2 separate regions of the Sus scrofa genome follow, and region 2 is linked to region 1. A link is a contact called in public promoter capture Hi-C data. All regions are on one chromosome and are shown on one strand. The core of a region is the stretch at or near the end of the contact, and the rest is flanking DNA. Distances in the headings are between cores, read along the strand shown.

Region 1 (7,809 bases), core at 3,811-6,310:
TACAGGGAAAACCCCCGGGGGCCAAAGTCTAGGAACACCAGCCCCCAAGTGAGGCCCTTTTCGGTTTATTTATTTATTTATTTTCGGTTTTTAAGGCTGCACCCACTAGCACATGGAGGTTCCCAGGCTAGGGGTCCAATCAGAACTACAGCTGCAGGCCTACACCACAGCCACAGTAACACAGGATCCGAGCCACATCTGCGACCTACACCCTACACCACAGCTCACACCACCACTGCTGGATCCTTAACCCACTGAGCCACGACAGGGATCGAACCTACAACCTCATGGTTCCCAGTTTCGCTTCCGCTGCCCCAGGACGGGAGCTCCCAAGGGCCTCTTTCGCTTGAACATTTCCTTCCAGGCATCCGGGGTGGGAACTCCCTGGGGACCCAACCCCCGAGGCGCCCCCTGGCCACATGCAGCTACTGGAGGGCCTCTGGTCCAGTCCCCCCACCCGGCTTGGCTGCCTCCAGAGCCAGAGGCCCACCCACCCCACGGTCAGGACAACTCCGGGGTAACAGAGAACCGAGGAAATAAAGCCCACCCTTCCCTGAGCCTCTGTGCTGAGCCTAATAGGCAGAGGCCAAGCCCCACCCTCACTCGGGGCCGTCTGCAGAAGCCCCGCCCACCACGCTGAGCCAAGATGGCGGCGGCCGCAGGGCCGTGTGCACACAGGCCCCGCCCCGCTCCGCAGCTCCGCAGCTGCGGGAGAGGCGCTCAGCTGCACCTGCGCCCTCCTGCCAGCAGTCCCCCCACCCCACGCAGAACCCTATAAAGCAGCGCTGCCCACGCCTTTCAGAGAGAGCAGGTGCTTTACAGCGCTTGCTCTTTTGCATCCTCTGATCAAAGGGTAAAGCTTTCCTTTGCTTCTCAACCAAACTCCCTTCTGTGAAATCTGAAAACACCAGGCAGGAGGACCCTTGCTGGGTCCCGAACAAATTGCGGAACTCCCCACCACCTGGGCTGACACCCAGCGCCTCCTCAATGCACTCCTAACAGAGGAAGGAAAGGCCAGGGTGCTTTCCAAAGAGTGAGAGGACACAGACAAAGGGACCTGAAACAAGGCAGGTCAGGCTATTTTTAGACAGGAATCAGGGGGGCCAGGTAACAAACCCACCTGGGAGGAAAGCGAAGATGAAGAAGAGGGGGAGACAGAGGCTGACCCTCTATGAAAATGTGGCCCTCATGGGAGTCCAGGCAGCAAGAAACAACTGGAACAAGATAAAGTCGACCAGGAGCCAAGGGGACCCCTCAGCACTCCTAGGGCGCCTCAGGGAATGCCTCAGTCTACACACCAACCAACCCAGAGTCACTGGAAGGGTCCGCGATCCTGAGGTCCTGACTCAGTTCCCAAAGTGCCCCGGATATTAGGTGTAGACGCCAGAAACCGGAACTAGAACCAGATACCCCAGCCTGCTCGAGGCTGCCTGCTGGGTGTTTAACAATGAGACAGAGGAAGAAGCCAGGGGAAAGGCCCCGAGGCAAGCCATCCTGCTGGCTGTGGCCTTCCAGGGTCATCCAGTCAGCACAGGACTCTGGACTGACCGCCCACGGAGACTCTCAGCGCCAGTGAGTGACCCCAGCCCCCACCGAGGGACAGCAGGACACTAGGGCCCAATCAGTGCGTCACATGGGAACAAGAGGGACCCTGGAAAAGAAAATGTTCTCACCACCCACAGAGGGAGACAGAAATGGCAGATCCCGGCCACCGGCCTCCAAGGCAGATGGTCCACACAGATGAAGAAGGGTGGGGCCAGAGCTGGCCTCCAGTGACCCCCAAGCAACCCTGGCTGACACTGGACTTGGGGGGAAAGCCTGGTGAATTCCTAGAAAACACCAGTACCACTTATTCAGTTCTGAACACCCGATTGGGCAAAGTCAGTCACAAGAGCCGTAAAATTCTGGGGTTGTCGGGGAAGGCCCATGAGTGGGCGTCCACAGAGCCATCAGACGGCTGAGTGGGCCAAGCCACGCTCACCAGCCCCTCCTATTCGACCCTGAAGGTCCTAGACTCCCGTTAGGAAGACCTAACGTGAGTTGGGAAGATTTACATAAATTGAAAGATTTACACGAACTGGGGTGACTACCCGCCTAATGGAAGACAAACTGGAGACCGGTGTCCCCGGAGACCAAGGGCACAGGTGACAACGCTAATAGCTGAGGCCAAACCTTCCCGGAGTAAATCCCGAGCTCTGGGCCCTGGGGCGGCTGGGATGAGCTGCAGGAGCCGCTCCTGTGCTCTTCCATCTAAATCCCAGACAGACATGGCCCAATAGAAAACAGTACCCCTCGGTCAGGGGGCCTTGTTGGGCCCTGTCCCTGTGGTTCAGGGCCTAGCTGACCGGGGCCTTCCTGGACCAGCCAATCAGCCTGTGACACCCCCCTCTCCCCGTGAGGAAACCCAGTGGGGAATGTCGAACGATACAGGACCTCAGGGCAGTGATGAAGCCGCTGAGGAGACACATCCAGTGGGCCCTCATCCCTGCGCCCTGCTGGCCACTCCACCGTCCACCAGGACCCAATATTCTGTATTAGATTAGAAGATGTCTTCTGCACTCCATTAACTCCAGAGTCACAAGAAATTTTTGCTTTTGAGTGGCAGGACCCAAACACACAACAGAAACAATAACACTTCTGGACTGTCCTGCCCCAAGCATTCAAAACCCCCCACCATCTTTGGGGGGACTCAGCGAATGGCCTAAAAGATCTGCATCTGGAGGAGGGACCCCCTCCAGGAGGTAGACGACATTCTGATGGCAGCCCTACCAAGGGGGCCTCTGAGAAAATACTGGAACCAGCCTGAGCCACCTAGCTGCTAACGGGTATAAAGCATCTAAGAGAAAGGCTCAAAGGTCACAGCCTCGGGTGACCTACCCAGGTTTCCTTCTCCCAGGTCGGAGAAGCCCAGTCCAGGAAAAGGAAGAAGCATTTGCAGCCTCACCCCATCTAATACCAGAAGCAGCTCAGGGTTTCCTGGGGTGGCTGGGTTTTGCTGCATCTGGATTGAAGCAATTACTTTAGGCCCCCGCCCCGCCCCCCAGGTTTAGCTAAAATCCTCTGGCCTTCACATTCAGGAAAGAAGCGGAATTGCCGCCGGCGTATGAGCTTGGCGGCTGCTCCTTTCTCTGAACAGTTAGATCAAAGCGCTGAGGGCTGCCTCCTGGCCCGCGGCAGGGGCAGCTGGCACAGCTCTGCGAAAGGAGGCTGACGAGTGCCCGTCCGGTCAGCCAATCGCTGCATGCCCATCATGCCAGTTTAGGCTTCAGTAAGTTCCAAGGGAACAGGAGGGCTGCCTGCCCCCACCAAGGTCAACTCAAGTTCAGGCTGTGCTCTTAGACACGCAATGGCCGCCGCAGACACATGTCAGACGCTCAGTCCTGCTGCCATGGAAGTGGAGGCCCTGAGCACGACTGCATAGACGCCACACGTGCCATCGATTCCAGCCATCCCGACCTAGGAAGTGCGCCTTCCAAGCCCCAAGAGGGGGCCGTTTGAGGAGAGGGAAAAAGGCTGGCAGGACACGCAGTGACCTTCCAGACCCAAGTCATAGGGGCTCTGAAACCAGTAGGACTGGGGACACAGATCACACAGCAGTAACTCTGAGCTCCTGCGCCGGACCGAACCCCTGCCGGATGGGAGACGTTAACCACGGAAGCCTTCCTCGTTCTAGAGACAAGGTCACAGCTTGATAACCTTGAACCACAGAGGCTCCGCAGGAGACCCCCTGAGGCCAGATTCAAGGAACACAGGCCCTGCACACACCCTGCTCCTTCTCAGCACCGCACCCACGAACCACGGCTATAAACCCCTCACCACATCCTTCGGGTCCTCCAGGGCGGGACACAGGGTTTGGAGGCCTGAGCCCGCTGCCGTGTCCCCCTTGGCCTGGCACAGCGATTAAGCGACTCTCTTCTCTTCCACCCCGAACTCTGTCTCTGAGGTTCAACTCCGTGTGGAAGCCAAGTTGCGACAACAACACGAAGCCTCGGCCCAGGGGCTTCAGCCCAGAAGGCTAAGCCGATGGCCCTCGCCTGAGCCTTAGGGGCTCTCTGGAGCAGCTCCCGTACTGTGGAGAATAAACAGTGACACAGGCTTCAGCGTCCTGAGGCTCTTAGAAGCAGCACAGCTTCCATGATTCACTGTAGGAGCCACAAAAACGGGGTGCGGAGGTGACAGGGAAACTAGGCGGCCGCAATGCCCTAAAGGGTGGCCCTGGAACCAGAAACCTGGCAACATCCCCTCCGCTGCTGAAGTCCCGGCCCATCCAATGCTCCCCCAAAGGGAGACCTGGAGCAGGAAAACTGGGCACCACCGGAGTCAAGGCCACGGGAGGTGCTGGTGAATGAACACGGGGGATGCTGCTTTCCCCAAACTGCACCCTTACGTGGGCGGACCCCACTCGCTGACCCTAACCTCCATCTCTCCTGACGTCACAGGGGTCACTCCGTGGGGACATCTCACTGGAGGGAACAGGCCCAACCTCCGCAGCGCTGACCTGGGGCACCGGCCCTTTAACCACTGGTGGGAACGGCTCTCTGACCTGGAGCTTCTCCAAAAACAACCCAAGTGCGACCAGGGACCCTCAGGCTGGGCAGTGACCTCAGGGTCAGGGCCGGAGAGCTAGAGACCTCATTTTAGGAAAATGTGACATATGAGCAGGATTCTCGTGCTGACATTTGGGCCACGGACCTTCGATTGCCTGGGGTCCTGGGTCTCCCAGAGGCTAGACAAATGGGGGACCGGGTGGTCAGGGCCGAGGGCTGGTGGCCTCACATGGCCCTACAGGTGGTGGGGGGGGTCGTGCAGCTCGGCTCCTGCGCCCAGGTCTCCAGGAGGCCTGCACCCAGCAGGAGGCAGTCAGAGGCCAGCGCCCCCAAGAATGAGGAGCAGGACAAAGGCAGTGGAGGGACAGGTTACCCGCAAAGCCCATTAACTACTCCCAGGAAATAAAGGCAGAATCTGAAAAATAAAGTCTAACCTTTTCTTGTCTTCTGTGTGGCGTCTAGTGGCACTGGCTCCAAGTCGTCCCTGGCAGGGGCCTGGCGCCCGGCCCTTCAGACGGCGCCCACCCCTCCCTCAGGGCCGTGTGCAGAGGCCCCGCCCACCCGCTCGGGCCAAGACGGGGGCGGGGCGTGTGCAGAGGGGCTGCACCTGCCTGGGGCTCGGCGTCGTGAGCAGCTCAGCGGCACCTGCGCTCAGCGGTGCTGAGCTGGGTCTCCTCCTAGAGGACGCCGACCTGCAGGAGGACCCTCGTTGGTGCCCAACTCAAAGGGTCGGTAACAGCCCTACTGACCCCTGGACCTGTGTCGCGTGGGGAAGACGTGGACTCTAACTCTGTCCTCTGCGAGGTGGGCATTGGTGGGAGCCTCAGCTGGCCTCTGAGATCTCCCGTTTTCTCCGTCGTCGTGAGCCTGGTTTAATCGTGAGGTTTGCGTGAGTGTGGGGAGAAAATGACAAATGGCGAGCCCCCCGCTGGCGGGGAATTAGGACCCCTTGCACACCCCGAGGTGAGGTGTGCGGACGTATGTGTGAGTTCCTTTCGTGGAACACAGCATTTACAGTCAGTAAAAACCCGTGATTTACGGAAGTCATACAATGAAAAAAAATGGCACAGGAAGAACCGTTTTCTAGTCAAAGTCTAAATTTCTGCAGGATGGGATGCTGCAGTCACTTCCCGGGTTGTGAGAACCATGGCCCCTTGGCCAGGGCCCAGGGTGTCCCCGTGGCTACACAGCGAGAGCGCCCTTTGTTTCTCATGGTCATCATAAATGACCGCTTATAGAGCACTTGCTGTATACAGGGCAGTGTGATGGACGAACAAGAAGAGTAAGTAAGGAGACCCCGTCTTCGAGGTTTTCAGGCAGGTGCAAGTTCAAAGTTCACTCGCGGAGTTCCCACACGCACAGCCGATGTTGTCTGCCTCCCAGGGACCTATAGTCTACCTCGGAAGAAAAGGCAGGTGTATGAAGAGATAAGAAATAGTCAAGCTATCTTTTAAAATATTTCAAATGGTGCTAAAACACCCAAATTTACCCTCATAATCATCCATAAATTCAGCATTGTTAAGTTCATTCACACGGGCGTTCGAGCCACCTCTAGCATACTTTTCAGCTTGTAAGACTGAAACTCCGTACTCGTAACTCCACTCCTCTCTCCCTCCAGCCCCTGGCAATCACCCTTCTGCTTTGTCTTGGAAGGAAAGACAACATTTTTTCCCTGTTACTCCTCTATGTTTTCCAGCCGAAGCCCTGTAAATGAGACCGGCCACAGACAGATGAATGAGAGAAAAGCACACAGATGTCATTAACATGTGCATTAAGCTATTGGGGGGGCACCAGCAATGAGTAACTAGAAGAGTGGTTGGAACTTGGACTTGACAACGTCTTAGGCTAAACCCAGGAAGAAGGCTTTGGGTTTGTGGTCCAGAGAGGCTCACTGTGGGAAGGTGACCAGGAAAAGCATGGTACCCAAGGGTGGTTCAGTCAAGGTTCTCATGCAAGGTTAGGTCTTTTTCCGTCTTACCTTCCCCAGTAAGAGTTGTGAGGAGTCCAGCCTTTTGTCGTAAGGGAGGGGGAACTACCTTTTACAGGTGGGAGACTTCCTTCCCGAATGTCCCCAGACCTGGTCTATTCCTGGCAGGAGCACCTGAGAAATGACACTGCGTCCTTTCTGGGGGTGCCTAGATCAGCCCGACCCCCTTCTGTGATGCTCGTCTTTATGAAATGTCTGCCCATCCCACCAGGATAAAGTCGACATTTTTATGTGGGGAGAAATACTCCATATTATGTCAATATCCTGATCTGTCAAATATCTGTGGACTTTCCTTAAGAACCAACTAGAAAGGAAAAGTGGGGGGGGGAGTTAAGGGTGTGTGAAGGTACTAACCAGATATATGTAAGGAGGGACCAGTAACTTCCATCTCCCGTTCCTTGTACTTTTTCAGTATCACCTTGGGCTGCGGGACGAATGGTTATGGAGCATCGATAGGGGAGGTAGCCTGTTCCAGGTCCCACAGCTAGGAGGCGCCTTAGGAGTTCTGGGACGAAGCCCTCAGAATGGCGAGGAGCGCACAGACCTTATGAAATGAATTGCAGTCGAGAGAACAGGGAATATTTAGCTGGAACTAGGAGCTGGTCATGAGAAACTCGCTGTGTTCAAATATACGAAGCCTATTTATATAAAACTGAAATTAGACATGTGCAGTATTATTTCAAATGGTTCTATGGGGAGCATACTGACGTTTGAATCAGAAAAACTATGCCTTGCCTGTCCGTTACCAGTTACCTCGGCTAAGTCATGCCTTGTCTCGGAGCCTGGATTTCCTCATTCGTACAGAAGCAATAATGCTAATAGTAACTCGGGCTCGCTGAGGATTAAATGAGTGTGTGACGGTGCTTTGCAGATGAGAAAGTGCTGTACGGTTCTGCTGTGAGAGTCAGGGCATCGGATTCCCGTCCACTTTAAGAAAATGGTCCCCAGAGTCAGAATGGCTGCTCAGCGGGGATGAGGTGGTCGAAGCTGGTTGGCCATCCGTGGGGGGCTCTGGAGAGGATGCTGTTTCAAGGAAGACGTTCCCCTCTGCCCTTCTCAGTCCTTCTGGCTGGTCCGGGAGTTAGGTTGATGGAAAACAGATGAACTGGAGACAAGTCAAACCAGCGTGTATACAGCAGGGATCTGTGTACGTGCAAAAGACCCAGGAAAACTGAGTAACTCACCCAAAGGGCCAAAGCCCTCACCTTAAATACCATCTTCTTTTGTCTTTTTTGTCTTTTTAGGGCTGCACCTGCGGCATGTGGAGGTTCCCAG
Region 2 (7,809 bases), core at 1,992-4,491, 320 kb before region 1:
AGACTCAGGCAGCAAAAAGACTGTCATTTCTTTTTATCTTTTTTTTATGGCTGCACCCAGGGCGCATGGAAGTCAGGGACTGAATGTGAGGTCCTTCAGCCTGCTGCGCCCGCCAGGAGTGGGACCTGTGCCTCTGCAGCAACCTGAGCTGCTGCAGTGGGATTCTTAGCCCACTGTGCCATGGCGGGAACTCCAAAGCTGTTATTTCTAGTGTGAGCCCCGCGGCTGATTTACTGTCCACAAATCGAAAGGTGTGTGTATGTGTGGGTTTGTGTGAGCACAGTTCAGGGGCAAATTAGCTTTCAGACCCTGAGCTTGTCCTGGACCTGGGCCCTGACGCTGCTGTATCTCACTCACATGCTCAGTAGCAGAACAACCACAGTTGCTCTCACAGGTGACGTGTCACAGCTCCTCTCTGCCTCTGTCCTCTCTTGTCCTGCTTAGGGGTCGATGGACACGTCGAAGCCAAGGGCATCAAAGGCGACCAGGGCTCCAGAGGACCTCCAGGAAAACATGGGCCCAAGGGACTTGTGGGCCCCCCGGGAGAGAAAGGCCTCAGCGGAGAGCCGGGCCCCCAAGGACTGAAGGGGGACAAGGGGGACGTGGGTCCCATTGGTCCGGAAGGGCCAAAGGGCAGCACTGGACCTTCGGGCCCAACTGGCTCCCCGGGCCCCATGGGGCCCATTGGAAAGCCTGGTCCCAGGGGAGATGCCGGACCCCTGGGGCCCCAGGGTGAGCCAGGCGTCCGGGGAGTGAGGGGCTGGAAAGGGGATCGGGGAGAGAAAGGGAGAATGGGTGAGACGCCGGTCTTGCCCAAAAGCGCCTTCACCGTGGGGCTCTCGGTGCTCAGCAAGTTCCCCCCGTCGGATGTACCCGTCCGATTCGACAGGATCCTGTACAACGAGTTCAACCACTACGACGTGGCCACCGGGAAATTCACCTGCCACGTGGCCGGCGTTTACTTCTTCACCTACCACCTCACTGTCTTCTCCAGGAACGTCCAGGTGGCACTGGTCAAAAACGGGGTCAAAATCCTGCACACCAAGGACGGTTACACGAGCTCCGAGGACCAGGCGTCGGGCGGCATCGTCCTGCCGCTGAAGCTGGGGGACGAGGTGTGGCTGCAGGTGCTGGGAGGGGAGCGGTTCAACGGCTTGTTTGCGGATGAGGACGACGACACCACGTTCACGGGCTTCCTCCTGTTCAGCAGCTCGTGACCGTGACCGTGACGGCCCCAGAATTGGCTCAGCGAAGATGTTGTTTGATGATCTCATGGATGAATGAAACCATCACCGTCAAACCCGTAAAAAGGCGATAAATAGGCAAGTTATTTCCCGAGCTGATTCTGTAGGTCTTTCCTGTCATTGCAAGAGTACATGTAAAAATACTTGCCCTGGGAGTTCCTGTTGTGGCTCCGGGGGTTAAGAACCCAACTAGGATCCATGAGAATGCAGCTTCGATCCCTGGCCTCGTGCAGTGGGTTAAGCATCTGGTGTGGTGGTGAGCTGTTTTTTTAGTGCCACAGGTGTGGCATTTAGAAGTTTCCAGGCTAGCAGGTGAACTGGAGCACGCAGGATCTGAGCCGTACCTGCGACTAACAGCACAGCTCACAGCAACGTGTGGTCCTTATTCCACGAAAGCAAGGTCAGGGAATCGAACCTGCATCCTCATAGCTACTAATGGGGATCGTTTCGGCTGAGCCACAATGGGAACTCCTGGCAGTTGCAGCTCTGCTTTGATCCCTAGCCTGGGAACTTTCATGGGCCTCGGATGAGGCCCTAAGAAGATAAATAAATAAATATCAACTCAGAAGTCCCTGATTCTCATCATCTAAATCTAAGTCAGTTATAGCTGAGACCTATTGTGTGCATCGTCCTGGGACAAAATGCTCCTTCATCTGTGACCCTGCGAAACCAGAGAAAAGGCTGGCGCTTCCAGAACACAAGGGTGGGACGGATGGACTTTTCCAACCCCAGAGGTAGAAAGAGGACAAGAAAGGAGCCCGTCCCAATATGCTCAAACCCAGCAGGGCAAATTCCATCTGACTTGGTTTTTTTTTCACAGCTTCTTGTCCGCTTAGCCAAAATACAAGGCTTCCTTAACTCACTGAGCAAGGCCAGGGGCAGAACCTTCATCCTCATGGATGCTAGTCGGGTTCGTTTACCCCTGAGCCACGATGGGAACTCCCTAAAATCTGACTGAAAAACACCAGTAGAAAATGAAATCACTTCTTATGCGTACACACAAAAAATACAGACCTTCTAGTCATGCCGCGGAGAACTGTGTAGGAGCCTCACGGCACTTTCTGTAACTAAAGTTTCTTTGCCACTATTATCACCGGGGCTTTTTCTCCCGACCAGGCTAAACTGAAAACAAACTCCATTTAACACCGGAGTGTTGTGGAGACGACGCGAAGGGTGGGTTGGAAGCCCAGACCACTTGGCCCTCCCTCCTGGCTCTCTGGAACTTCAGAGAAGGTTCCCAGGCTGCTCACACCCGACAGGTGTTAACAGGAGCGTAGTGGCTCCCAAGCCATACATTCAGATGAGCTACAACGTTCCCTCAGGTGCTGGTCCTCCGCACACGTCAAACGTCGGGGTCCGAGACACCGGGGCCATCCTTCGGCGCAGCCTGCCTGCCCTGGGCGCTGATGGACTCCATCCGGGTGTCTGGTTCTCACAGGAAGCTGAAGCGAGGCTGCAGGGCAGGCTCCCCGCCAGCTCACCCCAGCCTCCTGGGGGTCCTTCCAGGGTCACCCTCAAGGGCCGTCCTGGTGATGCTCTGATCCCTGCACAGCTTCGTCCCTGCCCGAGAGGGTGCCTCCGGCCGCTGGTCCAGTCCCCCATGCGCCACTCTCTCCTCCACAGCCTCCCGCCCCAGGTCTCCCTGCTTAGGTGACTGGACATCGGTAGGATGCCCCAGCCCCTCGCACCTGACACTGCTTTGTCGGTTGTACTATCGATCCTCGCGAGTTTACAGGCAATGGATGAAAGTCCATGGACAGCTCTGCTTGCAGAGCTCGGATGTGCAAACGCGGGGCACGTGACCCGCACCCCCCAGGAAAGGAGACAGACCCAGGGCGGCGCGTCTACGCCACAGGTCGGGGGGAGCGCCTGGCCCGCCGGCCACCCACGTGCGTTCCGGGCAAGTTTCACCGGGGCGGGCGGGGCGACCCTGCGGTTCCTCCTCCAGGCACGCGGGGGCGCTAGAGGCGGCAGCCGGGAAGGCGGGGGCGACGCTCTGGCCCTGGGGACGCGGAGGTGCGTTAGTCTCGCTGCCTCTCGCCCTTCCTGGGAAGCGCGAGGTCACGTGGCGCGGGGGCCGCTGCCGTGGAAACGCTGCACGCGTTCCCGCGGGGCTGAGCCAGCAGGCTGCGGGGTTAGGGTTCCCCCGGCCTCGCGGCGCTCGGGAGATGCGGGGCGCGATGCTGTGCGCACGACGTCTGGGCGGCCTCCGGGCCCGGCTCGGGGCCCGGCAGGTCAGCACCAGCTGGTCCCCGGTGGGCGCCGCCTTTAATGTCCGGCCCCAGGGCCGTCGCCTGGACCTGTTCGGCGAGCGCCAGGTGAGTGGCCCGCAGGGTCCCAGCTGGGTCGTCGGGGTTTGGGGGGGCCGGGCGGCAAGCCCGTCTCGCACGGGAGGGAGGTGTCGTTTGCCCCGGGGTCACCTTGCCGGTCCTTCCTCCGAGGGGCTGGTGCCAGGGGGCGGGGAGGGTAAAGCACCAGCCCTGCGAGTCCCCACGTCCCAGCCCTGAGCGCTCCCCCCCCCGCCTAACCCCCCATTCTTCTCACCCCCACTCCCCTTCCTCCCTCTCCGCACGTGCCCCCACTCCCCTTCCTCCCCCTCCACACCTGCCCCCACTCCCACCCCCGCAGCAGGAACAGTTCTGGTGAGGCCGGGGCCGCCAAGTGAGCTCACCTGCGGCCTCGAGTGTCTTTTTTGCAAGGACCCGCTTGTGTAATTACTCCTTCCCTTGATGCTCGAAACGCTGTCTTTAATGTTTTTCAAAGTTTTGGGCTCTTTCTTTTAAAACACGAAACTGGAGGGGTCTGCTGCCCTCTGAGGCGGTGCAGGTTCATTTCTCCCGCAGGAAGTCACCGAGTTCCCGTGTTTCTGGTTGTGCATCCACCCCCAGGCCCCGCGGGGCGTCTGGCATTCAGTAGGCGCTCAGGAATGGATGAATGGATGAATGGTGGAAGGAAGGCAAGCTTGAAAGGGACTTAGCTGATGCCTGTTCGACTTTGTACTTGTCGACTTTGTGTACCTTATGTTGTTACTTTTTTGGGGGTCTTTGTTTCCTTATTGTTCCTACTGTCCTGTTTTTGAACAGATGAGTCTGGAATATGATCATAGTGAGCTTAATAATGTGAGCTTTTATTTAATCCCCACATTTATTTGTCTCTTTAAAAATTATTTCTGGGAGTTCCCTTTGTGGCTCAGTGGTTAAAGAACCTGACTAGGATCCATGAGGTTGCGAGTTCGATCCCTGGCCCTCGCTCAGTGGGTTAAGGATCCAGCATTGCTGTGAGCTGTGGTGTAGGTCATAGACACGGCTCAGATCTGTTGCTGCTGTGACTGTGGCGTAGGCTGGCAGCTGCGGGTCCGATTCAACCTCTAGCCTGGGAACGTCCATATGCCACAGGTGTGGCCCCAAAAGGCAAATAAATGTATAGGAGTTCCCGTCGTGGTGCAGTGGTTAACGAATCCGACTAGGAACCATGAGGTTGCGGGTTCGGTCCCTGCCCTTGCTCCGTGGGTTAACAATCCGGCGTTGCCGTGAGCTGTGGTGTAGGTTGCAGACGCGGCTCGGATCCCGCGTTGCTGTGGCTCTGGCGTAGGCCGGTGGCTACAGCTCCGATTCGACCCCTAGCCTGGGAACCTCCATATGCCTCGGGAGCGGCCCAAGAAATAGCAACAACAACGACAAAAAGACAAAAAAAAAAAAGAAATGTATAAATAAATAATAATTTCTGAATGAAATAATGAAGTAATTTCTGAATGAAATAATAATTATATACATAATAATAATAATTTCTGAATGAAATTTGCTACCCTACTTCCCTGAGGGGTCAGTGTTGATATTGACAAAAATGGTGTGAGAAAGAAAGCTGCCTATAGTTACTGAGCAAAAAGGAAGGTTAAGCTTGGTTGTTGGTGGATAAAATAGAACTAGTTTTATCTTTATTGATTTTTTTCTCCCATACATCATGATTTTAGGTACTGATACTGGATTTTCAAATGTGTAAAATGGTTTTTGATTAAAAAAAGAAACCCAAAGACTCATGTAGTTGTTTTTTAGCATACCTTAACGGCAGGCTGAGATTTAAAATTCCCAAGAGGATGTGGGGAGTTGTTCTGCGGAGTGAACATAAATAGCCTGTGTTTGAATCACAATTGATTCCGTGTAGAGGTCACATTTGTTTTGGGTACCGATTCTGCGCTGTCCCCAGCTGTCTTCGTTTTCTCCAGCTTCTTTTGAAAAGAAGTTAACAACTCCACGCACCCCTTTTTGCACAAATAGTGGGCAGGGTCGGGCCTGAGTGTTGTACCTGTTATTTACGCAGTGGACACAGTGAGCTGTACACAGCTAAGCATCTGGCCCATTAATTTGTTTCATTTGTGAGTCCGGCCTGTGTTGGGTACTGTTAGAATGACAAAGAGCAGGGTTCCTGCCTCTAGGAGGCGCCCTGTTCCCGGAGAAGACTTGCAAAGATAAATTGCCGTCCAAAGATAAATGGAGTCCAAAGATAACTGGCGAGTGGAGCCGACGTGGGCCCAGCGGTGCCTGGAGCAGTTCAAGTTCTTGCTCTCTGTTGGCTGGTGGCCGCACATATGTTTTTTAAACCTCTATCTCAAAGTGTGTTTCCTTGCCTGTAAAAGGAGAATGATCCTTTGTGCTGTAGGATTGAGTGGTTTACATGTGAGAGCCAAAGAAAGTACCCAGGACCCTTCTGGGCATGCAGTAGCTGCATTATAAGTGTTGGTGTTTTTCTCCTCCCGTCTCCTTGAGGGTTACAAGTGTGATTAAAGCAGTACAAGAAAGTAGTACTTTCCACCTGATGAGTGCGTTGTGTCTTTATCAGGACGCTGCAGTGCTTCTGGAAAGGATAAAGTCCGATGCCAGTTTCAGCCCAAGAGTTGGTTTAACGTGTTTATTAAATCTTTTTTTTTTTTTTTTTTTTTTTTTTGTCTTTTTGTCATTTCTTGGGCCGCTCCTGCGGCATATGGAGGTTCCCAGGCTAGGGGTCTAATCGGAGCTGCAGCTGCCAGCCTACGCCAGAGCCACAGCGGCGCAGGATCCGAGCCGCATCTGCGGCCTACACCACAGCTCACGGCAACGCCGGAACCTTGACCCACTGAGCAAGGGCAGGGATCGAACCCGCAACCTCATGGTTCCTAGTCGGATTCGTTAACCACTGCGCCACGATGGGAACTCCCTTATTAAATCTTTTAAAACACTTACATGCTCAGTAATCACCTTGCCGGCCCCGCAGTTGTGCAGTGCTTGGGGATGGGCCCTGGGCCTCAGGCAGTGCCGGATGTCACTGGCTGAGGACTTACCTGGGGCCTAGGACCTGTGTCCCGGCTGTGAGGCGGGTGTGGCATCCCGTTGTGCCCGTGGAGGAACGAGGCCGTGGAGGAGAGATGGCGCCCAGGGTCACAGGGCTGACAGTGATGACGCTGACACTGAGTGAGCGCGTGCGGTGTGCCAGCCGCTGTAAAATGTCATTTTAAACATTTAAACATTTAAAACATTTTAATGTCTTATGTCATTTAGCCCTTGCCCGTTGGTGAGTTTGGGTCCCTGGCAGTGACACAGCTGGATTCTGAATCCATATCATTCCTTTTTTTTTTTTTTTTGTCTTTTTACCTTTTCTAGGGCCGCTCCCGCGGCATATGGAGGTTCCCAGGCTAGGAGTCCAGCTGGAGCCGTAGTCACCGGCCTACGCCAGAGCCACAGCAACGCGGGATCCGAGCCGCGTCTGCAACCTGCAGCACAGCTCACGGCAACACCGGATCCTTAACCCACTGAGCAAGGGCAGGGATCGAACCTGCAACCTCCTGGTTCCTGGTCGGATTTGTTAACCACTGCGCCACGACGGGAACTCCCCGTTTTTGTTTTTTTTATCAAATAGCTTAGACTGGAAGAACAAGTACATTGTGAAAACTCGTTTAATGTCCTGGATGGGGTGTGTCGAGACGGCGGCCGTGCTGTCCGTGACCCCGAGTCGGGATTGCGCGAAAGGGCAGCGCGAGCCCGGATTTTCCTGGTGAAGGACGTGTTTCTGTTCCGTCCCGCCCGGCTGCTCGTCGTGCTCAGGGGCTGTCTTTGGCTTCCAGGGCCTCTTCGGCGTCCCCACGCTCAGGGCCCCGGAGGGCTTCCGCGTGGCCCAGGAGAGGGCCCTGAGGAGGACGGAGCAGCTGGTGGCGCGCGCCTGCTCCCTGCCGCCCGGGCCGCAGACCGTGCTCCTCTTCGACGAGCTCTCGGACGCCTTGTGCAGGGTGGCCGACTTGGTAAGACACCCCGGGGGCCCCGGGCCGCCTGCCCCTGCGCTCCTGCCGCGGCCGCGCGGGGCGTCGGGCTGCGAGGTGCTGAGCATCTCGCCGTGGGAGCCGTTGGGGGCGACGTGTCGTCAGCGCGCTGCCGAACGGGAAGCCTGTCTCGGAAGAGGCCACGTTGAGAACTTGTGCTTTCTCTTTGGGCCGCACCTGCAGCGTGTGTAACTCCCCAGCCAGGGATGCAACCTGGGCCACAGCGGTGACCCACGCCGGCAGGAGTGACAATGCCAGGTCCTTCCCTCCCAGGCCGCC

What was found. Promoter capture Hi-C pulls out the DNA fragments that hold promoters and counts their contacts.
Region 2: a promoter capture Hi-C map of fetal skeletal muscle shows a contact between it and region 1, with 8 times the contacts expected there. The contact joins the promoter of MIPEP here to the promoter of TNFRSF19 in region 1. A contact is called at or near these places in 4 of 5 promoter capture datasets (fetal liver, fetal skeletal muscle, liver and 1 more), 1 of 47 Hi-C or Micro-C datasets (omental adipose tissue) and 1 of 2 datasets of contacts at active chromatin or transcription factors (skeletal muscle).

The regions. Positions count from the first base shown.
Region 1 is chr11:2,466,557-2,474,365 of Sscrofa11.1, reverse strand. It overlaps TNFRSF19 (tumor necrosis factor receptor superfamily member 19), which reads right to left and starts at 5,060. Exons shown (of 10, transcript XM_021065470.1): 1 at 4,982-5,060.
Region 2 is chr11:2,786,192-2,794,000 of Sscrofa11.1, reverse strand. MIPEP (mitochondrial intermediate peptidase) reads left to right here and starts at 3,241. Exons shown (of 19, transcript XM_021065471.1): 1 at 3,241-3,562; 2 at 7,339-7,512. The coding sequence starts at 3,413. It overlaps LOC100522569 (complement C1q and tumor necrosis factor-related protein 9), which reads left to right. Exons shown (of 4, transcript XM_003130884.4): 4 at 445-2,146. The coding sequence ends at 1,217.